Regions from separate parts of the Mus musculus genome. Here all the other regions are linked to region 1. A link is a contact called in public HiCAR-type, HiChIP or PLAC-seq and promoter capture Hi-C data. All regions are on one chromosome and are shown on one strand. Each heading gives the region's core, a stretch centred on a gene start, on an enhancer-like site or on the middle of the called end of the contact. The rest is flanking DNA. Distances are from core to core; before and after follow the strand shown. Region 1 holds the start of Snrpb (small nuclear ribonucleoprotein B). Region 2 holds the start of Slc4a11 (solute carrier family 4, sodium bicarbonate transporter-like, member 11). Region 3 overlaps Sirpa (signal-regulatory protein alpha). Region 4 overlaps Sirpa (signal-regulatory protein alpha).

What was found. Promoter capture Hi-C pulls out the DNA fragments that hold promoters and counts their contacts. HiCAR-type assays count read pairs that join an accessible place to other places. HiChIP or PLAC-seq counts read pairs in DNA pulled down with a chosen protein or histone mark.
Region 2: a contact with region 1 is called in an H3K4me3 HiChIP or PLAC-seq map of embryonic stem cells, with 6 times the contacts expected there. The contact joins the promoter of Slc4a11 here to the promoter of Snrpb in region 1.
Region 3: a contact with region 1 is called in a HiCAR-type map of astrocytes, with 2.2 times the contacts expected there. The contact joins the enhancer-like site here to the promoter of Snrpb in region 1. A contact is called at or near these places in 4 of 39 promoter capture datasets (the 3T3-L1 cell line, embryonic stem cells, hippocampal neurons and 1 more), 2 of 484 Hi-C or Micro-C datasets (hematopoietic stem and progenitor cells and uterus) and 9 of 115 datasets of contacts at active chromatin or transcription factors (astrocytes, bone marrow-derived dendritic cells, embryonic forebrain and 5 more).
Region 4: a contact with region 1 is called in a promoter capture Hi-C map of hippocampal neurons, with 4 times the contacts expected there. The contact joins the enhancer-like site here to the promoter of Snrpb in region 1. A contact is called at or near these places in 6 of 39 promoter capture datasets (the 3T3-L1 cell line, the HPC-7 cell line, embryonic stem cells and 3 more), 6 of 115 datasets of contacts at active chromatin or transcription factors (acute myeloid leukemia, astrocytes, embryonic forebrain and 3 more) and 1 of 9 other capture datasets (embryonic stem cells).

What each region holds. Positions count from the first base shown.
Region 1 is chr2:130,177,849-130,181,204 of GRCm38.p6, forward strand. Snrpb (small nuclear ribonucleoprotein B) reads right to left here and starts at 1,516. Exons shown (of 7, transcript NM_009225.2): 1 at 1,386-1,516. The coding sequence starts at 1,388.
Region 2 is chr2:130,695,727-130,698,904 of GRCm38.p6, forward strand. Slc4a11 (solute carrier family 4, sodium bicarbonate transporter-like, member 11) reads right to left here and starts at 1,793. Exons shown (of 21, transcript NM_001081162.1): 1 at 1,633-1,793; 2 at 922-1,029; 3 at 315-377. The coding sequence starts at 360.
Region 3 is chr2:129,602,155-129,605,472 of GRCm38.p6, forward strand. The region is part of intron 2 of Sirpa (signal-regulatory protein alpha); the gene reads left to right. Among named protein-coding and RNA genes, the nearest start is that of Sirpa, 11 kb to the left of the region's middle. Within about 2 kb of position 1,552, at least 100 of the 459 cell types and tissues checked have an H3K27ac peak or open chromatin away from gene starts, as enhancers often do. A contact at or near this core is called in astrocytes, where this site is marked.
Region 4 is chr2:129,622,214-129,625,636 of GRCm38.p6, forward strand. All of the region lies in intron 7 of Sirpa (signal-regulatory protein alpha), which reads left to right. Among named protein-coding and RNA genes, the nearest start is that of Sirpa, 31 kb to the left of the region's middle. Within about 2 kb of position 1,773, at least 31 of the 459 cell types and tissues checked have an H3K27ac peak or open chromatin away from gene starts, as enhancers often do. A contact at or near this core is called in hippocampal neurons, where this site is marked.

The DNA of each region.
Region 1 (3,356 bases), core at 266-2,765:
AACTGGCGTTATGCCACCCCCAACCACCCAAGTATCATCTCTGCCAGGAACTGCAAGTGCTGTTCACTCCCGTAAGCATTACCCCATCCTAACCTAAAGATCCAGATTGTGTTTTCTGCTTAATCCCCTTACATAACTGTTCACGGGGATCAGCATACATCGGTCCCTTTGCCTAGTAACAGCTAATATACCTTATTGGATACTCCCTGTATATCCAGGCCCTTGAAAGGGATTGTGTATTTCATTTGATCCTCAAAATTGGACCCAGTGTCATTCATTTTTACTGGTAAAATAGGCTACTCCGGCTGAAGATTATGTAAGGACTTGCCTCAGTCAACTCTTGGAAAAAAAGAAAAAAGAAAAGCAATATCCTGTTTGAGCACCTCGGGTTTCTTCAGCCACGCAACTAGAGTAATCTTTTGGAGAGATTCGAGGTATTTATTACATGTGGTCTGTAGCCAAAACTAAATAAAATTAGGATTTTGAGTACAGAAATTATAACAAACTGAGATTTCAAGCAAAGACCACTTTCCCTGGCTGACCTTTAAGAACTTAAGTTCATTAAGCCTGGGAAAAATCTTGCAGCGATCGTTCACTACCAACAGGATAAAGCAAGACTGGGCCTTCAGCAACCAGACTCCTGGAAAGTTCGTGCCATCGACTGCTTTGCTCTCTCAGTTTTCCAGATTGCTAACCCTCCCTCCCATGGGGGAGCCGGGTGCCCCGAAACAATCATTTGGGAGTCACCTCCTGGAGAAAACGTTCTCGTTCCTCCCACTGCCGTTACTTTTGCCTAACGCTGAGCTACCACTGCGATATTAGTTATATTGTAGCTATATTAGGACTGCCTGGCCAGAAACTGGCCCAAGTGAAGACAGAACTTACTTTAGGGTGCAGCCCCGGCGCCCGACACAGCCCAACATCAAAATACGAGAAGCAAGGTCGCGCGCGCTCTGCTGGCAAACCCTCTCCTCCAGCCTCCCGCTCCCTCCGCTGCTCGACTCCGGTTTCGGGCCGTGACCTCCGCTACTCCTCCGCCTCGCCCGGCGCTGCCCGGTCGGCCCGAGGCCTGCGCCAGCTCCAAAAGCCCGGGCACACACTGACGCCCAAGTTTAAAGCTACGGAGGCCGCGGGGCCGAAACCGCCGTGGCTCCGGGACACGACGTTTGACGGCCGCGCATCGGCCTCTGTACCCCGGTCGGCCTTCCCCTCTACCCGGTCGCAGCCTCACGGCAAGTCCAGGCCTTTGGCGCTGGGATGAAGCGGCTTCCACCCCGACCTCCTCCGCCACGGGCGGCTCGGCTCGGCTCCAGCCCACGGACGCCGCCAGCTACCGCCCCGTTCCGCACCCCCGAGCGCCCTACAGCCAGCCCGCGCCTTCTCACCATGGTGGCGGCTCGGATGGCTCAGATTCCCGCCGGATTCTCTGCCACAGAGGCCTAGTCGCCAGCCAGCCAGCCGCTGGATTCCCGCCGCCGCCGCTAACGGAAATGCTGCCTGCAAAATGCCGCCGCTAGTGAAGCTACTTCCGGTCCGGCCTCGGACCTGGAGTTCCGGTCTCTGGAACGCAATTAGGGGGCGGAGCATTAGCATCAGCTGACGGATTGTGTGGTGGTTTTGTTTTGTTTTGTTTTGTTTTGGGTGGATTTTTCCCCCCCTTTGTTGATTTTATTGGAGTTTTCCTCCTCGTTTTGTTTTGCTTTAGACCGGGTCTCACTGGGTCTTGAGCTTCGGATCCTCCTACCCACCGCGTTCTTAGTACCAGATGCTGGCGTACACCATACTTGGGCGGCAAACATCCTTGGAGGACAGACACCTCCCCAGCTAAAGTCTCCGCTGGAGTGCTTGGTTTACACGCCGATGTCCCAGACCCCACTCCCATCCAGTTCTCACCCAGCGCTCTTGTGAACTCACTCTAGGAAGCCACTTCTCTAGCTTCTCTCTATGTTCTTCCCTCTTTGCATTTGCTTTTGTCTCACCAGGAGCGCTAGACTCGCAGGTATATGCACACCCTCATGCCCTTACCTCCAGGATTTAAACAGAAATGACAGTCCTGGTGAGGACTTTCCTGACCATTCTTTCTAGGAAAAAAAAAAAAAAATGCAACTTTCTCAGGCTCTTCGCGCTTCCTTTTTGCTTGTTTTCAAATATTGATTGCTATCTGACATACTAAACCGTAGTCCCCTTATTATTGGAAGGGCATGCCTTCCCAGACTCGGAGTAACTCCCCAAGTCACAATATGCTAATTTTTTTTCTACATAAGCACGCTTACGATATGCATATCCTTTTCACTTAACGCAAGTGTATTTTGGCACCCTTGAATTGACTTTAAAAACCGGGATTTAAGCAAGACAAATTTTGGGTCGAAGTTTGGATTGATGTCCCCTTCCCGCCTCTCGGAGTCCGGCCTGGCTACAGGAGGTGGCTACTTCAGTCTCTATATCCCCCTCTGGTAGGAATCTCAGCTAGAGTCACCTCCATAGGTATCCTCCCCAGCCCCAGGCTCCAGCTAGCCACCAGAGAAAAACCCCAACTCCTCCCCACCACATCACACCCCCACCCCCACCCATTCCCTTCCTCACCCCTTCCTCCCCTACCCAGTTCCCTCTGTCCATCCACCTCCAATGACTATTTAGTTTCCCATCTGAATGAGATTGGAATCCCCCTTGGGACCAACAGTGGTATGGGATGGAGGCAATGGTGGGGGCGGGGGGGGGGATTTGTAAGGGCGGGATTTGGGAATAGAAGAGGGAGCAAGGGCTATGATCCAGATATAAAGTGAATAAAAGAAAATTATTGAAAAAACAAAACAACAAAAACAAAAACGGGATTTAGTCAGGCAGTGGTGGCCTTTAACACCAGCACTCAGGAGGCAGAGACAGGCTGATCACTGTGAGTTCGAGGCCAGCCTGCTCTACAGAGCTAGTTCCAGGACAGCCAGAGCTACACAGAGAAAACCTATCTTGAAAAACAAAAACAAAACGAAACGAAAACAAAAAGATAACAGGAACTACCTGAACACCAGTGCTGCAGTGTAGGCCCGCCAGTGCAGTGAGATCCTATGAGTACTGAGTGGGTAGCACACACAGCGTGGACACCTGCATGGACACCTTCCCCAAGGGCTGATCTCTGGTTAAGGCCAAGACATAGCATTCTTCCTGCTACTCAAAACAGTGCATGACACAGAACATTAGTTGCTTATTTCTGGAATTTTCATTTAGTATTTTCAAACTGATAGACCAAAGGTACCTGAAACTTGGATAAGAGAGTACTGTATATATTTTTAAGTTATTTTATTGCCCCACTAGCATGTAAGCTCCGATACATTATGGATTTTTCTTTGTAAACTGTTTAT
Region 2 (3,178 bases), core at 543-3,042, 520 kb after region 1:
ACCACATGAGGCCCAACAGGACAAGGCATAGTATAGCATGTGGCCTAAGCTGGCCAGATATGAAGGGCCCGGGAATACTGAGCCACAGGAGAAAACTGTAAGCGGCACTGGTAGCCTAATCTGCCCTCCCAAGACCTCCGCACCCCTGGTTGCTTGCCTTTGGCCAGTCTCATCAGCTGCCTACTCAGCAAGCCACACGGCCTTCGGACAGGTGGGAGCTAACCACCCCAGCAATGGGCTATGGACAAGTGGCTCTGCCTGGGGTTCATTGATGGGTACACAGGCTGAGTTCCCCAGATTTTCTAGATACACACCTGAGAAGTATTCACCGGAGTCCTGACAGTGTTCATTCTGTGACATGGCCCAAGGACAGTTTTCTACAAAAGAAGCCAAAGAATAGTCACCAATCCTGTGGACCAGCCCTGGACAGCCTTAGTTCACCCCATGCCTGATGATTCCTCATCCTTCCTAGGAACACATGCAAGCCCACTTGCATGAGAGAGGTGGGGGTCAAAGTACTATGTAGGGGAGCCTGCAGTGTCTGGGATGACCATCCTTACTGTAAGGTATTAAATCCCTTAGTCTGCCTAGTATGGACTTCCTATGCGTGCCAGGGAAGTGAAGAGTACTTCCTCAGGTCATGTCATCACTAAATTATCATCAGTACTCGGCTCATTAATCCAAGCGTCTCTGACTGAGCCCCATCCAGTTCTGGAGGAAGACAACTGGAAATCGCCTCCTCCCTGGATCCAGCCCAGCCTCGCCCAGCACTTTGAGGTGGGGGTGAGCCTCTCCTCAGATCTGCCCTGGTTGCCAAGGGCCACACATGCCCATCTCAGACGCAGTTCTTCCCATCTCTTCAATGGCCTAGGGGTCACCCAGGGGACCGACCCAGCAACTGCCTCTATCCCAGGGTTGTACCGTGTCCTGCGATGCCGGAAAGAAGGGGTAGAGTGGGTGTGCAGTACACAGAGATTGGAGGTACTATCCGAGATGTTTGTGCAAAGAAGGACGCACGGGAGGATGGGCCTGTACGAGAAAAAGATGTAGTCCATGTTTGCAGCCACTGAGAGTGAGTAGATGGGCAGGATTTGGAGGCACTTGGGGCGGTAGCTAAGGGGAACAGACCACACCCACGTGCAGGTGAGTGGCCGGATACACCCAGCTCTGATGAATCGTAACTCTAGGCGGCGGAACGCAATCCGGTGCTGAGGACACCAAAGCGCCACCCTGCCCATTTCGGAGCTCCCAACCCTCCCCTCCGCCGGCTACGTTACATCTTTCCTTCAGTTGCTGAGGGTGTGTGTGTCAAGACCGCGAACGCAGAACAAACACGGACAGGATGCCCACGGTGTCCCAGGCCGCCCCTTGCCCCGCGCGCGCGCACTGACATTCGGAACTCTTTTGGTCGAACCCCTCCGGAGGCGCAAAGCCGGCACAGCCTCTCGCCCACCCAGGCCTGAGAGGCCGGCGCTGGCATACACGCCTGGCGTGGCCATGGCCCGGGCTTCTCAATCAGGACTCCGTGGTTCTGGGCCGGCTCGCAGCTGGAGCCGGCGACACTCCTGCGAGCCGCGCCGCGCTCCTAACCGTGCGGCGTGAGGCTGCTTCCAGCCAAAGTCGCGCCCTCACCCGCGAGGTCTGTTCTGGATCCTCGGCGGCTCGCGTGCGCAGGCCTGAGAGTCGTGGGGTGCCGGCCTGGGAGGGACTACGAAGTTTCAGAGCAGTGCAGGGACACTCACTGGAGCCCGGAGGGAAGGGGCGCGCCTGTTTTAAAAGCTTGGAGGAACTCCGCCCCCACCTTAGCTGTACGCCACTGACTGCCACACCCTCGGGCTGCCGAATCGCCCCCAACCCTCCCTTGCCGCGCCCCTTTGCCCTCGCCACGCCCCCGACCGCCAGGGCGGTCCCCAACCCCCGCCTACGCCGCTTTCTGCACTTGCCCGTGGGCTAGCGCCCTAAGCCGCCCACGCTCCCGCGTGTTCACCCGCTGGCGCCCGCTCTCGGTTCCGCATCCCTCTCCCAGGTTAGGAAGTGGCCGGGTCTCTGGAGAGCGGCTTGCGGTGAGTTCTGATAAGTGCGTTGAGCACCTCTTTCCTTAACCCCAACCCAACCTTCGGTGGCTTCCCAGTGATTCTACAGACCTTGAGCTTCCTATTGTCCCTGGGGCACACACTTAAGTAAAGTACTATTCTCCAGCCACTCCTTCCCACTCCGTGATAGCTTCCACACAGTTCCTTTCACTGTTGCTCAAGCGTGTTAGGGGGTGGGTGAGTTGGAAAGGCATTTGGAGTGTTGCGGGAATTTGCATATAAATAGGCATGGTGAGCCAAGTTGGCATTCGGATTGAAGGTACGGAGGGTCCTGAAGTCTCCCCTACACACACACACACACACACACACACACACACACACACAGACGCGCGCGCTCGTTATTCCAGGATCCCTCCCATCTCTAAGAACCGTGATGACTCAGGGATAGCCGCACGCTGCCTTTGTTGGGGTAAGCAGGCCCTGGGAGGAGGCTACATGCCATGTTGTTCACTTAGCTCTTAGGAACTCCTCTCAGTATCTTCTCCTTAGAATCCTAGCCCTAAACCCGGCAGTTGTGGCGCACGCCTTTAATCCCAACACTTGGGAGGCAGAGGCAGATGGATTTTTTGAGTTTGAGGCCAGCCTGGTCTACAAAGTGAGTTCCAGGACAGCCAGGGCTACACAGAGAAACCCTGTCTCGAACACTCCCCTTCCCCCCAAAAAAAAGACTCCTAGCTCTATCCAGGCTGGTGGTGTTGCAGGGTGGGGGTTCAGGAAAGCTGAAGAGCCTGGCAGAATGGCTGACTCAGGGTCGGGATCCCTCTTCCACCCCAGTCTCTCATGTTATGTCTTTTGCATAGCTTCCTAGCAGCACCCCAATACTTGGTTGGTCCAAACCCTTCCAGTTCCAGAAAATCTCTGGAGACTTAAGGAACAATTTCCCCAACCTCTCCTTATTAGGAGGAGAAAGGAGCCAGGAGTACCCACTCCCACCCCCACCCCAGTCTGTAGACTCCTGCACCACTGTCTCAGAGGACCGAAGTGTGACCTTTCCCCCTTCAGCCCTTTTGGCAGTGTTTAAGGAATGGTTTCCTTCGTTTTCCCACCCGCCCTGTGCTGTGCAGGCCAGAGGCTGAAAGGGCAAA
Region 3 (3,318 bases), core at 302-2,801, 580 kb before region 1:
GGCAACCCCCTCTAGAATCCAACACCAACGACCTCCTGTCCCTGAGGGCCACAGAGCACAAATACTCTCAGATGATTAGTACCTCCTGCCCAGGGCAGACACTTAGGCTGAGCACTGTGCAGATGTTACCCACTGGGAGTTGCTATTGCTCACGACAGAACCCCTCCTGTTTCCCTCCCCCATTCCCCTCTGTGAAGAATCTCATTTCACAGCTTCATCCGAGCTAGGCATGATCCCAACTTGCTACACTGGTAAACATGAGTACATGGGTACATAGTATGTTCATAAACAGCGACCCCTAGGTGCCTCCCTGCACATGTGCAGTACACACACACACACACCCCTACCTGCGCACATGCCCATCTGCACACACACATGCACATGCGCACACAGCCTGTGCACACACGATACACATAGGCTTTTTGTAGACGCCCTCCCACTGTTCACACTTTCACCCTCAGACATCCCTCCGCAGACTACCCACAGTTCAGACAATCTCTTCCTGTGGTTCACATCACCATGTTTTGTTTGCTCTCTACCTGTTCCCATTTGAACACACTGTGGTGTCCACTAATATGTCTCTACACACATACATCAAATTTTACACATGGCAGCCTGCTGCGTTCCTACCCAGAACCCTATGTACACACCCAGTATATGAGTGGATGTTTGTGCTCTGCACACTTACGTATGTATACGTGTATCTGCCCTCAATGTATATATGTACTCTTCTATGTATACTTATCATGCTTGCTGTGATATGATGTGAAATCTTGTTTCTCTGTGTGTGTGTGTGTTGCGTGTGCACACACATGTGTGGTGCTAAGCACTAATTTGGGGCCGTAAGCATGCTGTGAAGCGCTCTAGCACACCCCCAACCCTTCGTATGCCATTGCTGGCACCAGGGGCTTTTCTACCCTGCTACCAAGTCGCAGCAGAAGGTATGGGCAATAGTATTAGTGAAAAATATGTTGATTAAGTTTGCATTGTAGAATATCTGAGAGCAACATAGAAGGAGGAAAAATTGTTTCAGCTAGTGGTGTCAGAGACTGGGTCCATGGTCACTCGGCCCCGTGCACTTGGGCAGAGCACCATGGCAGTGGGTATGTATGACCAAGGAAGTGCCGTTGATAGACGGAAAACAAAGGAACGCTGCTCTTGACTGGTTCTGTCCACCACCCCTTTTCCTTTAGAGTTCCTAGCCCGGAGGGTAGTGCTACCCGCATCCATGGGCTTGCTCCTTGGTGATTCATGTCTGGAAATGTCCTCATACGCACACCTGAAGGTCTGTCTCCCAGCTCTTCCAGTTGGTTCTAAATCTAGTCAAGTTGACAGTGACAGTGAACTGCTGCAAAGTGCTAGAGGGCAGGCGAGGAAGCACAGGTGACATAGTGACCCAATGGAGGGGTGGCCTGCTGCTGTGGTAGGGGTTAGGAAGGGGGTAGCCTAGTGCTGTGGTAGTGGCTAGGGAGGGGGTGGCCTGCTGCTGCTGCTGTGGTGGTGGCTAGGGAGGGGTGGCCTGATGCTGTGGTGGTGGCTAGGGAGGGGGTAGCCTGATGCTGTGGTGGTGGCTAGGGAGGGGTGGCCTGCTGCTGTGCTGAGGGTGAGGGTTATTGGGGTTCTTGGGATGAGGAGCTCTGACTGTTGCTATGGTTTCTTCCAGGGATGAGGCTTTGGGAGATCTCACATCCTGGGTCACTAGGCCCCGCCTTCCTCCTCAGCTTCATTTCTGAATTGAGTTGGTTTTCTCATTAGAAAGAGCACAGTCTCTTTTTCTTTCCCTTCTTATAAGATTGTTTTCTTTTTTCTTCATCTTCAAGGCCTCATCCGAATATTGCTGTTTTAAAAAATGAAATATGTTTTCTAAGCAGGTCTCAGCCCACCTTACTGTATAGGTTGGTAGCATTTAGCACACTGGTTAAGCCTTTGACACTTTGGCCAGTAGAAGAAAATAAAAGATTCCAGTTGACAGGTCAGGGGTCACTGGAAGTGGGTGGGGCAGAACTTGTAATCAGAGTAGCCAGCTAGAGAGCTGTTTTATCCTTCGTTCCTGCTGAATGCCGTCACGTGACTCCTTCACAGTCTGACTTCATAACTAGTGTGCCAGAGACACAGCCACGTAGCCCTCGGTCCATGGGGATCCCATGATTCATCACTGCCTTCCACAGCAACAAACACATAGGGTAGTTACCCCTCCCTAGAAACACACTCATGTTCTCCTCATTTGCATCTTTCCCTAAAGCATCACACGTTAGTTACAAAAAGAAAGGCTACTGTGTTCAACGTAGTACTTACTAGAAAGTGATAAGCGAGTGGCTTTCCAGCTCACCCAGCCTCACTCTGGCTGCACTTGGAGCCCTGGCTCACAGAGATGCCGATCTTACCAATCCAGGCAGGTTCCTCTAGACATGCAACTGGGTCCACCAGCGGATGTGTGTTGAGCATCTGCTCTGTCAGAAGTGAAGTTATCAGGAGCTCTAGTCACAGTGATAATGAGCCGAACCGTCTAGGAGAAGTTCATTCAAAAAGTAGACATGTATGGAACATGCATGTTACGTGTATAGTTTTCTTTAAACAGAAGGAGATACTGTGTGTATTCTTTTGGACTTGTGGCACCAGAACTTGGTCTCACATCTGCTGGGCAGTACTCTTTCAGAGTTAGGCCCTCCCACATCACCCAACCTAGAAAACCTGAAATTTATCCAAGGTAGAAATTAAAAAAGAAAAGGCAGCTTTACCAGTTGTTAGATCCGTAGTCTAAGACAGTGGTACACTTAACAGTTACCCTTCACAGAGCCACAGTCACACAGAAAATACTGGCTTCTTAGACTCTCATTTCACACAGGAGCAACAAATAGGCAGTACAAACCGGAAGGGAACCCCACAGAAATCATCACTCACAAGGAACCTTAAGTTTTTAATAACCTACTCCCCTTGAACCTCAAGGTTCGAGATCCAACCAAGTGTCACTTGTTATCCCTGATGGGCAGCATAGTTCTGTTGTGATTCTGCAGTCTTTCAGGACTGTGCTTTTAGCTCTCAGATGGCCTTACAGTGGGATCAGATGGTCCCTTTCCTCGGATGTGACCCCCCCTGAGGTTTCCACTGCTCCAATAATGCCTGAGTGAATGCGAAGTGTTTGCACGTTCCTTAGTTATCAGAAGGTGTGATTTTATGCTGTTTTTATTCTCTTATTTTAACTATAGCACATCAAAGTGTTGCCTGCAGTTATCTTTGATAGTATCATGTGAGGCTTTTTTAAAAAAAGGTTTGATTTTAAATTATGTGTATATGAGGTAAGGGTATGTGTATGGGAGT
Region 4 (3,423 bases), core at 523-3,022, 560 kb before region 1:
CTGAAGAGACATGTGAGCAGGGACCTGAAGCTCGGGGCTCTCACACAGGCCTAGCATGCTTGGACAAGAGAACAGGTAGAACCACACCTGAGGTTGGGAGGCCCAACTGACTGGGCACAGGAAGGCAAGAAACGAAGAAGCTCATGCAGTCATGTGAGCTTCACCTGTTTTGGAGAAAGGCTTTTCTGGCTTGTAAGATGGGTCCTGGTGCTCCCCGGAAGAGTAGGACAGCATCCCAGAGTCTGTTGTGTGAAGGTGCCAGCGTGAAATATAAAACTGTAGATGGCTTCATATCAGTTCAGGTGAAGCTGTGTCCTCATGAGCTGGGCAGATCTTTCTGTCCTTCCTCCATCATCCTCCCTCTCTCTGTCCCTTCCCCCTCCCTCCCTCCCTCCCTCCTCCTTCTGGAGTTAAGAATTGAACTGCGGATCTGGAGCAGCAGAAGCCAGTGGTATAGAGCTTGCGACTGTAGAACTCGCGTGGTTCCATGGAAAGATGTGATCTAGCTTTTATTTTATAAGTATCGCCTTCTCCATGTGTAGAAGCTGGGCAACAGATGAGGTGGAGCCAGAAGGGCCAGTGAGGGATGACTGGACTGCTCTAAGCAGATGGTGAAGGCTTGAGCCAAGGGGAATGTGAGCTAAGAAGTGGTCAGACTCTAGCTATACTTTAAAGATGACTTGCTGATGAACTGGTTGTAGTGTCAAGGACAACTCATGTTTGGGGACAGGGAGGAGTCTGTGTCCTGGTTGGAGGACCATCAGTAGTAGAAACTGTGGTTGCACATAGCAGGAGTATCTCACCTACCTTCAGGGGCTCTGGGAAGCTTCACCTGCCCATGTCTGCCCAACAAGAGAGTGCACAATCCCCTTGGGATGAACCTGGCTCCTGTTTTGGTCTCCCTGGCAGCCTCCTGAACGACCCTGTCCAACCTCACAGCCTCCACCCCTGAACACGCACATCACTGTACTGTCCCCGGCTCTTGCCCCCGCCCCACCCCGCTCCCACTCCCCCAGGAATCCTGTTCTCTCACCCTCACTCTGCTTGCTACATTCCTTCACCTGGCCCAGTCTTTTCTAGGAGCAAAACTTGTCTCTCTCATCTGCTCAGAGACCTTCTGTTGCTTTCTGTGGGCCTTCAAGGTCAAGTCCAAAGGCCTTGGGCCTATCCCCTGTGAACACACTGTTAGTTCTGGCCAGCCCCGAGACCTCAAACAGGCCTTTCCTCCATCCTGCCACATATGGGCTCCAGCTTTCCTCCTAGCCCACTCACATTGCCTCTTCCACACACGTGCCATCCCAGGGTTGTATAGGCTCTGGGGACACAGTGGGTTCTGCAAACGACTCCTCTGGAGTTGGCATCTTTCTTTCACCTAATCTTCCTCAGGGATGCCAGTACTCTCAGGCCTCCCGTGAGCCTCTGATGCTCTGTCCGGACATCCTGGTATGCCTGAAGCAGCTCTGGGCCTGTCTGTGTTTTCTCAACCACATCTCTTGAGCACAGGGACTGTGTCCCTCCTGCTCACAGCCAGCAGCTAGTGCTTTGAGTGGCATCCCTGGGATGGGGTAAATTTTCTATAAAGGCGAATGAAAGAATGACTGAGTGGTTACATCCCTCAGCTCTGCAGCGCCTGCGAGCTCTGAGTCCCTGGAACTCCTTCCCTGTGGGAGGGGTCGCTGTCTGGTTTTTCTGTTGTTCTCACTTGCCTTACTTTGTTAGATAGTCAGTTCTGGCAGACAGTGACACCATGAGATGACAGCAGCAGTCACAGCTTCTGTTTAGTGAGCACTTACTGTGTCCCACGCCCATCTGCCCCTTTACTCATGTCATCCCACTGGTGAGCGTGAGTTTCTCTTGCTATCCTACCATCTTCATATCCTGGAAGGACAAGGGCTTCCCAGACTTGTGAGTAGCTGAAGCCTCGGGGCTGTTCACACACAAACCCAACCTGAGCCTGCGATCCAGACTCCATGGCATCCTTTGGGAGCCCCTGCCCCAGGAGATTATCACAGCTCCCCTTCCTGTGGTCGGGGCAGCCAGGATCTGAGGTATCAGTATGGTGCTAAGATGGCCCAGGTCTGTGCAGGATTTCTGGTACCGACACCGGCATTTCTCCATTGATGCTCCGCTGCCTCCCGCCACCTGGTCCTTCCTCCAGAGAAGCAGGACATTTTCTGCCCTTTCATATCATTCCAGTGTTAGTCTACCCAGGGAGCTAAATCACTAGCTTCTTTCATGTCTCTAGACCAAAGTGATGGTGGGGAGCAAGCTTTAATGGTGGTTTCCTGGGCAGCGGTGGCTCTAGCCCAGCATGAGATCAAATACTTTCTGAAAGACATTGGTGCTGGTGTAGGACACGGGCCTAGCACCTCAGAGAGGGTGATGGGGATCCTGTGCCTTTGAACTCAAAGGACCCTGCAGGCTGCTGGCTGGCCATGGGCCCAGCCTTCTGACAGAACAGTTATCCCCGCCCACACGAGAGCGTTGTCTGCTCTTTTATTGGGCACTGGGGTTCATGTGGACGGCTATTGTTTAACTGTGACAAGTTCACTGCATTTATTCTCAGAATACCAGGACTACCCCAGCTGTTTATTTGTTTTGGATTGAGCTCAGCTCGGAGCCAGACTTGAGTGGCACTAGGGAAACCCAGTGAGAAAACACTCAACCATTCATTCGTCAAGTATTTACGGAGGGAGTTGTAAGCCATAGGCTAGCCCAGGACAAGGTGCTAGGGTTTTGTTGTCCCTTGGGAGGCAGCTTGCCATGCAAGCTAGAAGCTTAATAATCGATGTGGAGCAAGAGCTAGGAAAAAAGACAAAATGACCAGAGCCCAGGGGCGATTAGGGAGTGCTCCCTACGCAGGCAGCAGTGGATGAGAGCTTCCGTGTGGGGTTACTGGGCAGAGTACACTAGACAAGGAATAGCTAATGCCAAGGGCTTGAGGGAGGAGCATTGGTAAGGCTGCATTCGCTGGAGCACAGGGAAGAAAGCCTAGAGGGGGCAGGGAAGGGCTGTGCAGAACCTCACCAGACAGGATGTGGAAGTGTGGAAGTGGACTGCACTGTATACGGTGAGGTTTCTGTACAGAGCAATAACTGCTTCTGCTGGTGCCTCTCCTCCTCCCCCTTTTCTTTTTCTTCTCTTCCTCCTTCTCCTGTTGTTTTGTTTTGAAGTGGGAGTCTCAAAGCCCAGGCAGGCCTTAAACTTGAAACCCTGAGTCAGCCTCCTGAGTATTGGGATTATGGGGATGAGCCAACACCCCTGGTTTTCACTTATCCATTATAAATGTAAGAAATGGAGGCAGAGAAACCAAGACCTTTCACAGCCTGAGGACCTGGGACCAGCACGATAAGATAACCAAATAGCAGAGTCTGATGTAGCTTTTGGAGATGGCCGGTTAGCCTTGTGGTGCTTGTATAAGGA